Linked DNA regions of Mus musculus: region 1 is linked to region 2. The links are chromatin contacts, called in public HiChIP or PLAC-seq maps. All regions are on one chromosome and are shown on one strand. Each heading gives the region's core, a stretch centred on a gene start, on an enhancer-like site or on the middle of the called end of the contact. The rest is flanking DNA. Distances are from core to core; before and after follow the strand shown.

What was found. HiChIP or PLAC-seq counts read pairs in DNA pulled down with a chosen protein or histone mark.
Region 1: a CTCF HiChIP or PLAC-seq map of large pre-B cells shows a contact between it and region 2, with 5 times the contacts expected there. The contact joins two enhancer-like sites. A contact is called at or near these places in 1 of 15 datasets of contacts at CTCF or cohesin (large pre-B cells) and 1 of 115 datasets of contacts at active chromatin or transcription factors (large pre-B cells).

Annotation. Positions count from the first base shown.
Region 1 is chr1:7,159,546-7,166,029 of GRCm38.p6, forward strand. Pcmtd1 (protein-L-isoaspartate (D-aspartate) O-methyltransferase domain containing 1) reads left to right here. Exons shown (of 6, transcript NM_183028.3): 4 at 1,347-1,518; 5 at 3,703-3,826. Among named protein-coding and RNA genes, the nearest start is that of Pcmtd1, 74 kb to the left of the region's middle. Within about 2 kb of position 4,401, at least 18 of the 459 cell types and tissues checked have an H3K27ac peak or open chromatin away from gene starts, as enhancers often do.
Region 2 is chr1:6,402,484-6,409,695 of GRCm38.p6, forward strand. No RefSeq gene overlaps it. Among named protein-coding and RNA genes, the nearest start is that of Alkal1, 47 kb to the left of the region's middle. Within about 2 kb of position 4,443, at least 58 of the 459 cell types and tissues checked have an H3K27ac peak or open chromatin away from gene starts, as enhancers often do.

The DNA of each region.
Region 1 (6,484 bases), core at 3,151-5,650, 760 kb after region 2:
TCTTGCTTTGTAACAACTGTTTTGCTCTGTGATTCCTAACCCACCCCTTGGACATGTGAATTAATCCCTTTGAGGGATTAATTTTCTCATGAATTTGTTGCCTCCTACCATTTCTTCCTTTAAAGATGTCAGTGTCAAAGCATTGCTGTACTTGGTGAGCAAATTATAGTACAGTTTCTTTAAAGGAGCCAGCAATCATAGTTCATCCAGAACATAGTATCCCCGTATTCTCTTCATGAGACCAAAATGATGGAAGAGAATTCTGAAAAATATAAGCAGTGAGATAGAGTTTACAGTTAAAAAAATTAATTAACACGCCTGGCTCACTGTGAAAGTATGGAGTTGAGAGTACAGTGTGTACTTTTCTTAACTCTACCTCCTAGCTCTTTCATCCCTTGCTGTTTTCCTTTACCCCCATCTACAAAGACAGTAGGGAATGACGGACAAGGCACAAGACTGGTAGATTCCTTAAATGTATGTTCACTGATGTATCTAAGCTGTAGTGAATTTTAATGAGAAGTAATATATAGTAAGCTCACTATTAATTATCCAAGGATATGTTTTCTGAAGTAAAGTTGATTCTGATTGAAATCATTTGGTCATCCTTCAGTGTATGCCAATCTTTTACTGTAAATTATTTCATTTGTATTAGTGGCTCAATCCTGCTCTATGATTTTATTATTACAAAAATTAAGAATTAGTTTTAAAAGATTGGATGTGGTTGGGAACGGTGGTTCATACTGTAATTGAAGCATTAAAAGAGGCTGAAGCAGGGCTACTTCAAGGGGTTTGAGCCCAGCTTGAATTTAAGGTGTAAGGGGTGAAAAGAATTGTATTTGCATTGAGGTTTCAGTTTTAGTTTGCATAATAGTTTATTTTTTACTTTATTGACAGAATTTAAGAAATAACACTGAAGTCTATAGAGAGTAGTCTGTTGATGTATAATATTACCAGGAACCAGCATTATGATTTAATTTGAAGAATCTTGAAACCATATCTCCTTTTGTGTCACTTAAGAAAATCATAGGGGCCAAAGCTGAAGTTATAAAAGCATCTCAAAATTGTGGTTTGATGGACTTTCATTATATTTACTTCTATGCTTCACTTCTAGTAAAGTTTCATATGGCCCAAAATAGGTTAATGCTTTGTATGCTGTATCGTAGATAAAAAACCAACATACTTGGTCAATGTTAAATTTCACTTATTTTTAAATAAGATTTCCTAATTATATTTTATTCTTAAAATTAATTTTGGTTGCCTTGCGTTTTCTAAGACAGGATTATGGGGATTTGTTAAAGAACTAATGTTTTGTTAAAACCAATTAAAATGTTTGTTTTCCCACATAGATTTGAATTCTGTGAACCCGCATTTGTGGTGGGTAATTGCCTTCAGATAGCTTCTGACAGTCATCAGTATGATCGAATTTACTGTGGAGCTGGAGTCCAGAAAGACCACGAAAACTACATGAAGATCTTACTCAAAGTTGGGGGCATATTGGTCATGCCTATAGAGGATCAGGTACTTTTACTGTCCTGCATTTGTCACAGGACAGTTGTAACATTGGGAATTAGGACTCTGACAGAGAAAGATAGATTGTAACTTTAAAGAAGAAACATTTTTATAGATCTGTTTATGTATATACATAGAAAGAAGCTTGAAAGAGATCCTTAAATATTTTAAGCCAAGCAGATGTAGAGAGGAAATATGATGGGAGACTAGAGCTCACTTGAATAGTCAGCCTCCGCCAGTCAGCCAAGCTCCTCATTTGAATGCATACCCTCTACCTGTAACATGTCAACTCTGGTGCATGGCTAGCTTCAAGCACTTAGCTTCATAAATAAAATGAGCCTTTTAAGAAACAAAACCAGGCTAGAAAGTTGGCTCAGTAGATAAGAATGCTAAAAATTATTAGAAATGCTTTTGGAAGGACCAGGGATGTGTTTGAGTTGTAGAGGGCTTAACTCCCAGGTAAGGCTACGAACTCTCCGTGGCAACACACATGTACACAGAAAACTTGGGCATGGCTGGCTCAGTGTGAAGGTGTGGAGATGAGAGCAAGTGTACACTGTGTTTAACACATATCTACACAGTTCCATGTACTTTACTTGATTTACTTGAGCATTTCTGAAGTTTACACCTATAATTACTGACTTGCTTGAGTTCCTTTAATGATGTGTTTGAAAATATGTTTTTCTTGAGCAAGGATCTTGTTATATAACTCAAGCTAACCTGCAGTATAGAACATTGATGTCTTAGTTCATGCATACTGGGATTATAGACATTCTAAAATTGGATATGTTTACTGAATTAATATGCTTCTTTTTGCGATTATTTAAAGCATTAAACTACATTTATCATGTATGTGTGGGTGTATCTGGGCATGCCACAGAACACATTTGGAAGTCAAAAGACAACTTGTAAGAGTTGTTTTCTCCTTTGGCATGTGAGTCTCAGGAATGAAACTCAGGTTACATGTTTGGCAGCAAGCATTCTTACAGGCAGCCATCTCTCTGGCTCTATTTGTGATGTGAAATTAAGGTTAGAATTAGAATCTCTTACCCCTGTTATAGAAGAGCATAAAGTGAGTTCACTGGTATAGTCCTCCTAACAGTACTCTAACCAAATGACTGAACCTATTTCAGAAATTTATTTAGGGAGGCAGTGTTGTGGACAGATCTGTACGGATACTTGTAGAAGCTTATAGAAGCTGGGTGTAACATAGAGACGTAGTTTATCCATATTTGGATATTCCTTTTGTATTGAAACATCTGTCTTGAAACTAGAGACACATGGCTCACTTGTTCAGAATGCTTTTTGTGCAGTCCTAGGGCAAGAGCTAGAATCCAGACTCCAGTAGTAAGCTGGTTGTCCGGCAGATGCCTGTAACTCCAGCTTTCAGTTCTGGTTTCCACACGTGTGCATGTGCACATACTCAACGAGGTCCTTCCCAGACCACATGTGTATGAATCCTTCAATGGCATATATACATAAATTTATTCATTGTGAATTTCATACATACAAACAATTATAGGCATTCTAAAATTAGCACCATTCACTGGAGAATGGTCAGCCTAACAAGGACACCATTCCTAAAGGAAACTGATTTTCGTTTTCCTAGCAGCCATCATCTATCAATACATACCTCAGCTGTGGGTGGGGCCTTATGAGGCCTTCCTGGATGGAAATGCTGAAATTTTGATCATAAACTGCTATGTGCCCATGGGTGCCATGGTCTTGTCATGTTGAGAAAACACCATTTTGTAGTAATGCTGTATGATCTCTGACTCTTACAGTTTTTCTGTCCTCTTTTGGGGGGGATGTTCCCTGAGCATTGAGAAGGTGTGATGTAGATGTCCTGTTTATGGCTGAGTACTCCACAAACACTTACTCTCTGGAGTTTGACAAATTGTGAGTCTCCAATAAGGACTGAGTAACATCAGTCATGATGGAGAGTTGATTACTATTTAGTCTGTTTAGTCAGACAATAGTAGTAGGTTCTCCCCTGGGTTCTGTAAGCTCAGACTTAAAGTAGCAGGCATGCATTTCCTGTGGAGTACATGGTAGATTTCTTGTGTTATAATACATAATTGAGTAGAAATATCTTGGTTGCATTTAAATGTTAACTTCTCATTAACAATTATTCTTGTAAAAATTTGACATTAAAGTAATTGAATTGCTTCTTTCTTGTTTCACTCCAAATAGTTGACACAGATTATGCGGACTGGACAAAACACTTGGGAAAGTAAAAATATCCTTGCGGTTTCCTTTGCACCACTAGTACAGCCTAGTAAGAATGATAATGGCACACCGGACTCTGTGGGGCTCCGTAAGTAGATATTTGAACCCAGAATGAGTTGTCACTGATGGCATTTAGTAGATCATATATATGATTATAACAAATTGAATATGGCAATAATGCAATGAGTAGGTTGATTATTCTTAATTTAGAAAAAAAGTCAAGTCTTTATGTAGTATGGGGCGCTGTATCTTCCTTCAAGAAACTTAGAGAATCGGATCATACCAACTGTAAACTTACTAGTTTGTAATGTAGTAGGAAGTAACTGTGGTGTTATAGAGTACACTTAGATCCAGCACAATTCAGACACCAAGTCAATACAGAAAACAACATTTTATTCTAATCAGCTCCTACTGATCAATCAGGGGTGTCGAGACTTGTGAGATGAACTGCAATTCCCACCCCAGCCCCTCAGCCAGAATGTTACAGAACTTTTAAGCCTGAAAACCACAAACATCTGTGCCAAGTTACAGTTACATTTTTCTACCAATCAAAATTCAGGGAAAAGAAACTTTCCTAGGGACATTTCCCTATGTGGTACACTTACCCTGTAGTCATTGGTTGGTTTATTCAACTGTGGCAGGGCAACTTGCTTAGCACTCATGTCTCAACCTGCCCTCCAGGATGTCAGTTACCCACATACATGTCTCTTTCTCTACCAAACAGGATGTCAGTTACCTAGGGAGGTTTGGGAACTTAGAGTTTATTTGACCCCTATTCAAAATGGAAAGCTCTCTCAAAATGACTTCAGTTTGATTCCTCCTCATAGTAGAAGAGCATCTAGGCTAAGGGTAGCAGGAAGGAAGGCTTGTCTGCTACTGCTCCATGGTCGGAATTACAATGAGAATGCTGTCAGAGACCCTACTTGGCCAAGTGTTTATGGCAGTGTCATTTATCTCTTCTCTTCTCTTCTCTTCTCTTCTCTTCTCTTCTCTTCTCTTCTCTTCTCTTCTCTTCTCTTCTCTTCTCTTCTCTTCTCTTCTCTTCTCTTCTCGAGTCAGGGTCTCCTGTTCACTGTAAAGCCAAGGATGGCCTTGCACTCATATTCTTCATGCCTCTACCTTCTGAGTGCTGAAGTGCAAGTCCACTACATTGAGTGGCAGCATCTTTCCAAGATAGTGACTATAGAAGGTGTTAGGCTCATGAAGAACATGAGGAGTTCAAGATCAGGAGCATGTTTGGTGCCTGTGGAGGATGGATCATCACCTGGACAGTGGACTAGTTATTGTGAGGATAGCTTATGTGGGTGTGGATAGAATTGCTTGAAGGCAGAAAAATACCACAATGTGAGGAATGTGGGTGGAGGAAGAGGAATTGGTTTTCCCTTTAATGACTAGCTGAGTATGTTTGTGTTACATTATTTGGAAGGAGGGGAAGAGAGTGTGGACATTTTCTTTGGGGTATGTTTGAGGTGCCTACGAGTTTTTAAGTGTCAGGAAGCCTTTCGGTCCAAAACCTACTAAACAACTGAAATATCAGTACCGAATCTTCACTGTCAAAGACGGTGTCTGAAGCAGTGCTTGGACAACAAATAGATTAAATTATCCAAGGAAAGTAGAGATAAGAGGTAGGGAAGAGGGATTTGAGTTGGACCTGTTACCCACAAATTCAAGATAAAACAGTGAGACTCCTTAGTAAAGATGGGACCTAAGTATATGAGATGTCGGAGACCAACAAAAAGAGTCTCAAGGAGCGTGTGGTAGGCATTTCACCTGATCCTTGAGAAAGAAAGGGAAACTACCGTTAACTAGCTTTGAATATATCATAGTTTTGTTAACCATTAAATAAAGCTTTACTACAGATGAACCTCTCATTTAATTTGCTTTTATTTCATAGGAATTTGGATTTATACAGAAAACCCATTTTATTCTTAGTACTTGTTTGATTTTCTTTTTTTGTTTTGTCTTTTTGGTTTTTTTGTTTTTTTTTTTTAAATTTTATTTTTAACCATCTGACATTGGAACTAAAATGCTTTGCCTAGTATGTGACCTGTAATAATGGTTAGTAAAAAGCAGGTGGGAGTCTTGGGAAATTCATTACCTGTTTGATCCACTTCCTTAGTTCTTAGCATTTGAGGGATGATAAACTCAGAGAGGTCAGATACCTTAATGATTGTTGTGTCACAGCTCACTTAACCCAGCAGGATCAGCGAGAGGGAAGGAGCTTAGATTTGCATGGTTCTCTTAGACTTGTCCGCCCAGTTACAGGAAGCATACACATGAGTGAGCAGAGCCTAGCTGTTTTGTATGAGTTTTATGGCCGCATCAGAGACATATGTAGCCAAAGGTGGTTTTTTTTTGGTTTTTTTTTGTTTTTGTTTTTGTTTTTGTTTTTTACATACACAAATCACAAGCTATTTCGGGGAAATTAAGAGAGGTAGACTCTGAGACCTTTGGGTCCTATGGTAAGTATCATTCTCTGGGTGTGTCATTGGCATAAAGGTTTCTTCACCTGGACCCTAGAGAGTGCTATGGAGACATAGTGACTACTTTTAAGGATTTATAAAGTTCTTCCATCTTGACTTTGTGTTTCTATTTTCATCTCATTTAGAAAGAGACTAAGCTCTCAGTTCTGAAAAATTTTTAAATTTTCATAATTTAGAAACTATTCATAACCAACCTTTTAAAAATGCTTATTGGCTATTTGGTAATAACAATGTACAAGAGACAAACCACATAAAAATATCCA
Region 2 (7,212 bases), core at 3,193-5,692:
AATGCCTTGAAATATGAAAATATGAATAAATGAATATACTTCTGATCTGCATTCTAATGGAAATATCTATGGCATTTATTAGAGTAAAATTCACACACCCACCACTTTATTTTTGAATGTATATCATGTGCCAAATTAAGTATTTGCTGGCATTATTTCATTTTGTTCTAATTTTTCTTTTCACACAAGGGTCTCACTGTGTAGCCACTTGCCTCAAACCTAAATTCCTCCTGCTTCAGCATTCAGTGTCCTGGGATTGCAGGCATAAGCCACCAGATACAAAACATGGTTCCTGATTTTTCACAAGTTTTGTGAGTAATATCAGCATTCAGTCTCACTCTAAAAACAAAGGGACTGGAGCAGTGAAGTGACTCAAAGAGTAAAGGTGCCTGCTGCCTCTCCAGATGGCCTGAGTCCATTACCAAGGCTTTCGTGATAGATGGAGAAATGACTCCACAAGCCATCCTCCGACCGATCCATGTCCACTGAAGCACAGATTCTGCCCCTACAAATAAATGTAAGGAAAAACAAAGGAGCTAAATCAAAGTTTTTCAGTAAATTCTTAAGTTTATCCAGATAATAAGCACCAGATGTAAGAATCGATCCAAAGTTTTTAGACTAAGACTGATTGACATTCTTTGGATTACATCACATTTTCTAAAGTATGAGAAGCCCTAAAAGCAACCTTTGGTAGAAATGGAGATAACTGTAGAGAAAAAAAGTGTTTCCATGGAAAACTGTAGCACACGTGAGTTTGTAGGTTCTATGTTTGTTTGTTTATTGTTGGAAGTTTTATTGTATACTGTGAATATTAGATAATATCCAGCCCTCTAAATTAATGTTTCCAAATGCTTCTGGCCTCTTGAATTAGCCAATCTTTCTCCAAAGTCCTGCCAATTTGGGGCAGACAATTCTTTTGTCTATTTGTCTCAATTTGGATTTTTTTTTTTCTAAAAAAAAATGATCTTGCTATATAACCTTGACTGGCTTTAAACACAAGGCAATCCTCCTGCTTCTTCCTCCTGAATGCCATCATGCCTAGCAAAGCAGGTAGACTGGTGTGAATTTTAGCATATATAGATGACAAAGGTGCTGTTGGTGTGTGGGCCACTGAGAAAGCCTGGACACCTTCCAGGACATGCATCAGAGCCCATTCACCCACTAGCCAGCTATGGGTGCTGCAAGCTTAAGCCCAGAAGTTTCACTGGCTGCCTGAGGTCAGACTCAAGGCTTTGGAGACCTGGCTTTGTGTTCGTTGTGTTTGTTGTTGTTTTGTTGTCACAGGACCTCATTTCATTAAGGGCCTGACTGCTGTCCTCACCCAACAGAGTTGCTTTACTGCGATATTCAACAGATGGACCTGCTGCTCCAAGTGGCCAGACAAATAAAGAGCAGATGCGCCTGCTTGCCCTCTTTTTCTCACCATCTTTTCTTCATCCCTTTTTAAATAAGAAGAAACAAAACTTAGACCTTGGGTCCATTTCTGACCCTTGTCCTAGGTGCTCCTGTGTACTTCTTTGTAAAATCCACTTCTAGAAGCAAATCCTGCTATGGAAATATATCCAGAAACCTTCCCTTTGTTACTCCATCAGATTCCATGTCTGACCTGGCCCCTCACCCTGTCAGTCACGTAGGTGATGTCTGATCACTGTCCAGTCTTCAGCAGACTCCTCTGAGGTCAGCTGACCTGTAATTCACTTCTCCTCTCTCAGTTTTCTCTTCATAAATTTGGTCCTCAGACCTAACCGCTCCAAAGCTATATGTTTGCACTTCCTGATGTATCTGTGGCGTAGAACCCACACACATACACTCTCGCTCCCTCATAGTTATGTCTGCTTAGTGAGCAGGTCCTGAATAAAGCTTTGCTATTTCCTGGAAAGAATCTGTGTCTGCAGAGGCTAATTGAGTGATTAAAACTTCAGAGATGCAAAATGTTGCAGGTCCAGAGCCTAATTACAATATATCTTGGGTGATCTTTATCCTACTAAACAGCAATTCTTTGCCCCCACTCTGTCAGATCCAACATTCTGTAGCTAACAGATAAATGGATGAAAAAATCCTCTAGGAATGTATAAAGCTAACAAACACCCTAGGTTTTGTTTTTTTTCCCAATACGAATGCTAACAGTGTTGTATCCTAACTACACTCTATCTTAACAAGGAGTTCTCTATCTTACTAAACCCACACACTTGATGTACCCATCAGTACTTGAAAGGTGTCTTGATGTATAGCTTTGTAGTCTTCTATTACAAAAAGTTTATGAAATTTCAACGTTGTAGGAACTTGGTATTTGAATAAATCTAAATCTATGTTCCTGAGGCACGGTCACTCATATTTGATTCCAGAATAAACCATTCTCTTCCTTTGAAAGGAGAGCTATGTCTCTTACCAATATTACTATACTTTAATGTGGGAAGCCGCCCTCACATTTGCCATTATAAGATGGCGCTGACAGCTGTGTTCTAAGTGGTAAACATAATCTGCACACGTGCAGGGGCAGTTTTCCCGCCATGTGTTCTGCCTTTCTCGTGATGACAACTGGGCCGATGGGCTGCAGCCAATCAGGGAGTAATACGTCCTAGGCGGAGGATAATTCTCCTTAAAAGGGACGGGGTTTCGCCATTCTCTCGCTTGCTCTCTGGCTCCTGAAGATGTAAGCAATAAAGCTTTGCCGCAGAAGATTCCGGTTTGTTGCGTTCTTCCTGGCCGGTCGCGAGAACGCGTGTAAGACTTTAACACGTACTATTGTTAACAATGGTTTACTGCAGCAAGAAATACTTTTTTTCAGAAGGTATAAAGAATATGAATTAGGTGTTCTTTCAAATTTAAAGACATTTGAGCACTAGAAGAAGTAGAAGACTAACAAAAATATGTTAAATTTACAGAAAAAACATTTCAAACAGTGGTAAAGACTAGACAAGCACTGAGAGCTTCTAGTCACCCAAAGATGTAAAGTTTAGGAGTAGTGAATGTTCATGGTTCAGAGATAATGAGGAGGAATACAACTAGAGCCCAGTAAACTCTAGATAATTATTATTGTGATCACTTGCCATTCGCTTCCGTTAGTTTCTAAAATGTATTTTTGGACAACTAGTTAATAGAAAACCCTTATTCCAAATTTCAGTTCCTCATTCTTCTGGACATGATTTTAACATTTAGCTATAACACTTATATCTATGTCTATTTCTGGAATGTTGACCAGAGAGGGTGACCAGACAGCACCTAGGTGATTTCTTCTTCTTGTTGGTTTGTCTCAATTAGATTTGAAACAAAACAAAAATAAAGTAAATAAACAAAAGACAACATCAAAGGTTTTCTGTTTTACTTATTGTTTGAGGGTTTTGGCTCTTCATCACTTAACTGTGGCTTGTGTAAGTGGCACCAAGATGTCAAACACAAGCACAAAGAACAAAGCAGACAAAAGCAAGTGTAGACAGGTCTTTAAACATCCACGTAATTCATAGCCTCAGATTGCGTTTGGAATTTGAGTTCTTTATGCACGATGGAAATGAAACAAATAGAAAATTACATGGAACAAATGATAGTTTGAATAAACACTAGATACAGCTCAGTGTGAAAGTCGATGGGTCAGAATCATTTTCTGAACCCGTGCTCCTTCCTTCTGTTGGCACATGGACCTGTTTTTCAGCAGTCCGACAAAGGAAGCCATTTGCAGAGGGAAACATTTTTGTACAGGGGATGGTCTCCAGGAAGGCAGATTTCACTTCTGTTCGGTTGTGCAGCACATTGCTGCTCCAGCTCCTGGTCCTGCTAGTCTGCATGTTGTCACTGGCCCCAGAGGGAAGGAAGACAGATGTGAGGAAACATGAAACCGCAATTACACTCTAAGAATACATTGTATGTTTTGTGTACTTTTAATGTCTTCTTTAGTTATTCATTTTTACAAAATCATTTCCCCACTGTGTATAAACTATTGCGGTAAATAAAGATCAAACAACAAACAAAACTGGGAAGTCAACTGATCACTGCGGGAATTATTTTTAATGTAGGGTCATCTTTCTTCCACACGGTGGCGCCTCGCTGTCAGACTTAAAAACACTGAAACATTGTGGCCACCAACAACTCCAGATGGGCTTCTCTGTGCTAGTAGTTTCATTTTGAAACAGAAAGTCAGTACTTAACAATCGCTATTCTGAGTACCTTTTTGCTCTCAGAAAGAAGAGCTAAGCAGATTCTGACAGGACTTAGGGAAGTCATAGCGCCATGTGCAATGGTTCAGAAACTTTAGTGTGTCAGAATCCCCTGGAAGCCCAAAGAAATAGAGACAGTAGATCACTTCCTAGTTTACAACTTGCAGCATCTGAGACCATACTCTGGGAGACTATTCTGTGACAAATTTTGAGGCCTCGGAATTATGTTCCAGTTCAAACTCAAGTTCAACTTCTGAGATGACTAAATGACCTGGAGTAGGGACATTGGTGATTAACTGAGGCTGGCACCTTCAGGTGGTTGGTATGAGGACAGCTGGAACAGACACAGGTGTCCCGGTACAATATGGGGCTTGGAAGTCTTGTTTTGTTTTATTGAAGACGTCACTTTTATTTGAAGTCAATAGCTGAATCACAAAGTACAAGAACATTCATTCAGGTAAGAAATTTCTTTTAAAACTGTAAATAAGTATTTTAAGCCAGGAGCATCACACGAAGCAGTTAGTATTCTCTGGTACTGACTCTACCCCTCCTTCTCTCTCTTTTGTTTTACCACAAAACTTTATTTTATTCCACTTTTAACATAATGAGTCTTTTTAAAGTTTCAAAACAAAAAGGCATAACTAAGTACCCTTTGTAAACATTAGAAATGAACTAAAATCTAGGTTATTCACTAAAAGTCAGGAGTCAGGCTGGGATCTTAGGTCTTAGGAGAACAAAATAAACCGAACAGCATCTAACAAACAGGGACATCTCTCTGTTTTTACAGCCCCTCTTTCCTGTGCAGCCCACCCTTATGTCTTACACCAAGCAAGGAGAGCAACTCATAAAAATCCCTAGAGCCCCCAATTAGAAGGATTCATTGTCCAACAAGGATGGTCTACATGCTATTCTTTGCCTTTTGAAGGAATTAGAAACACTCTCAGACCATTTAAAAATATTCTTATATTCTGACAAGTGGGGCTGATAGATCCATTCTAGTAGCTCCCCATCTGGCAGACCTCATACCTCAGAGGCTAAGACGGATCCTTCTCCGTAGTACTTAGTATGGTGATTTGAATGCAAACATTCCTCATAGATGCAGATGTTTGAATATTTAGTCTCCAATTGGTGAAGCTGTTTGTCATGCTTAAGAAGTGTCTTAGTCAGGGTTTCTATTCCTGTATAAACATCATGACCAAGAGGCAATTTGGGCAGCACTTGGGAGGCAGAGGCAGGCAGATTTCTGAGTTCGAGGCCAGCCTGGTCTACAGAGTGAGTTCCAGGGCAGCCAGGGCTACACAGAGAAACCCTGTCTCGAAAAACAAAAACAAAATCAGAAAAAGAAGCAAGTTGGGCAGGAAAGGGATTCAGCTTACACTTCCATACTGCTGTTCATCACCAAGGAAGTCAGGACTGGAACTCAAACAGGTCAAGAAGCAGGAGCTGATGCAGAGGCCATGGAGGGATGTTCATTACTGGCTTGCTTCCCCTGGCTTGCTCAGCCTGCTCTCTTATAGAACCAAGACTACCAGCCCTGGGATGGTCCCAGCCACAAGGGGCCTTTCCCCCTTGATCACTAATTGAGAAAATGCCTTACAGTTGGATCTCATGGCGGCATTTTCTCAACTGAAGATCCTTTCTCTGTGATGACTCCAGCTGTGTCAAGTTGACACAAAACTAGCCAGTACAAGAAGTATGGCTTTGGTGAAGGCAGTATGTCACAGAAGGTGGGCTTTGTTTAGACTCATGGCACTTCAGTTCCCTCTCTGTTTGCTGCTCTTAGTGTAAGATGTGAGCTCTCCATTTGCTGCTGCAGTCTGCATGCCTGCCTACTTCCACATTCCAATGATGTGGTGGTGAAAGGAATCATAGATGCCTTGGCACAAGTTTCCCCTAACATCTGTGCTGTGGAACTGGATTTGGGTTCCCCTGAAGCCAGCAGCAATTTGAATGGTTTGTGAGCAAAGCCCATATTGCTGGGTTTTTTTATTTTAGTTTCTTGGGTTTTTTTTTTATTATTATGGTAAAACACAATTAAAATTTACCAGTATGAAAGTTTAAAATGTGCAACCAGTTGCGTTAAGTATTTTCACAATATTTTGCAATTACCAACAAAACCTAAAATTTTTTTCATCCCAACGGAAGTCTCCCTTTGGCTGTCATTTCTATTACCCTGGCTACTTGGTTTTAAGTACTTCCTAAAAAACTTAACTTGACTAATGCTAACTTAACTTGCATGGTATATACTCAGAAAGGAAAGCTTAGAACCATGTCAGAAATTCTCTTAGCATGTGTCCTATGCCCAAGGTTTGTTTTCTGATAGCATATATCAAGTTAAAGCACATTTTCATATACATCTATTCATTCCCCTTTATATTATTGACACATTTTACAGACTTGTACACATCCGTTAACATGGATTCATAACTACTGTTTTATAGTTATCATGTGTCTTAGTTTGGGTTTTATTGATGTGAAGAGACACATGACCACAGCAACTCTTATAAAAGAAAATATTTAACTGGGCTGGCTAATGCAGTTCAGAGGTTTAGTCTATTATCCTCATGGTGGAAAGCATAGTGACATGCAGGCAGATGTGATGCTGGAAGGGGAGCTGGGAATTCTACATCTTGATCCACAGGTAGCAGGAAGAGAACTGTGAACCACTAGGCTTGGTTAGAGCTTGCGAGACCTCAAATCCTACTTCCTAGTGATGCGCTCCCTCCAACAAGTCCATGCCTAATTCAACAAGACCAAACTGAATAGTGCCACTCCCTATGGACATATGGGGGCCATTTTTATTTGAAGCACCACAACATGCATAGATAAAAAATACATTTATTTGTCTAGTCAATCCAGGGCATGTGGTACTCCAGAGAGAGTTTCTGTAAATATTTTTTTCTTGTAAGTCATGCTTTCTTGTTCTATGCATGCCTTGACTTTATTGGTGCTGGTTGTCCACACTGCACTGAATATTATCTCATGCATTTTAAAAGACAGAATGGAACAGAAAGAAAAATATATCCTACAGTGTGGCAGTTTGAATGAGAATGACTCCCAT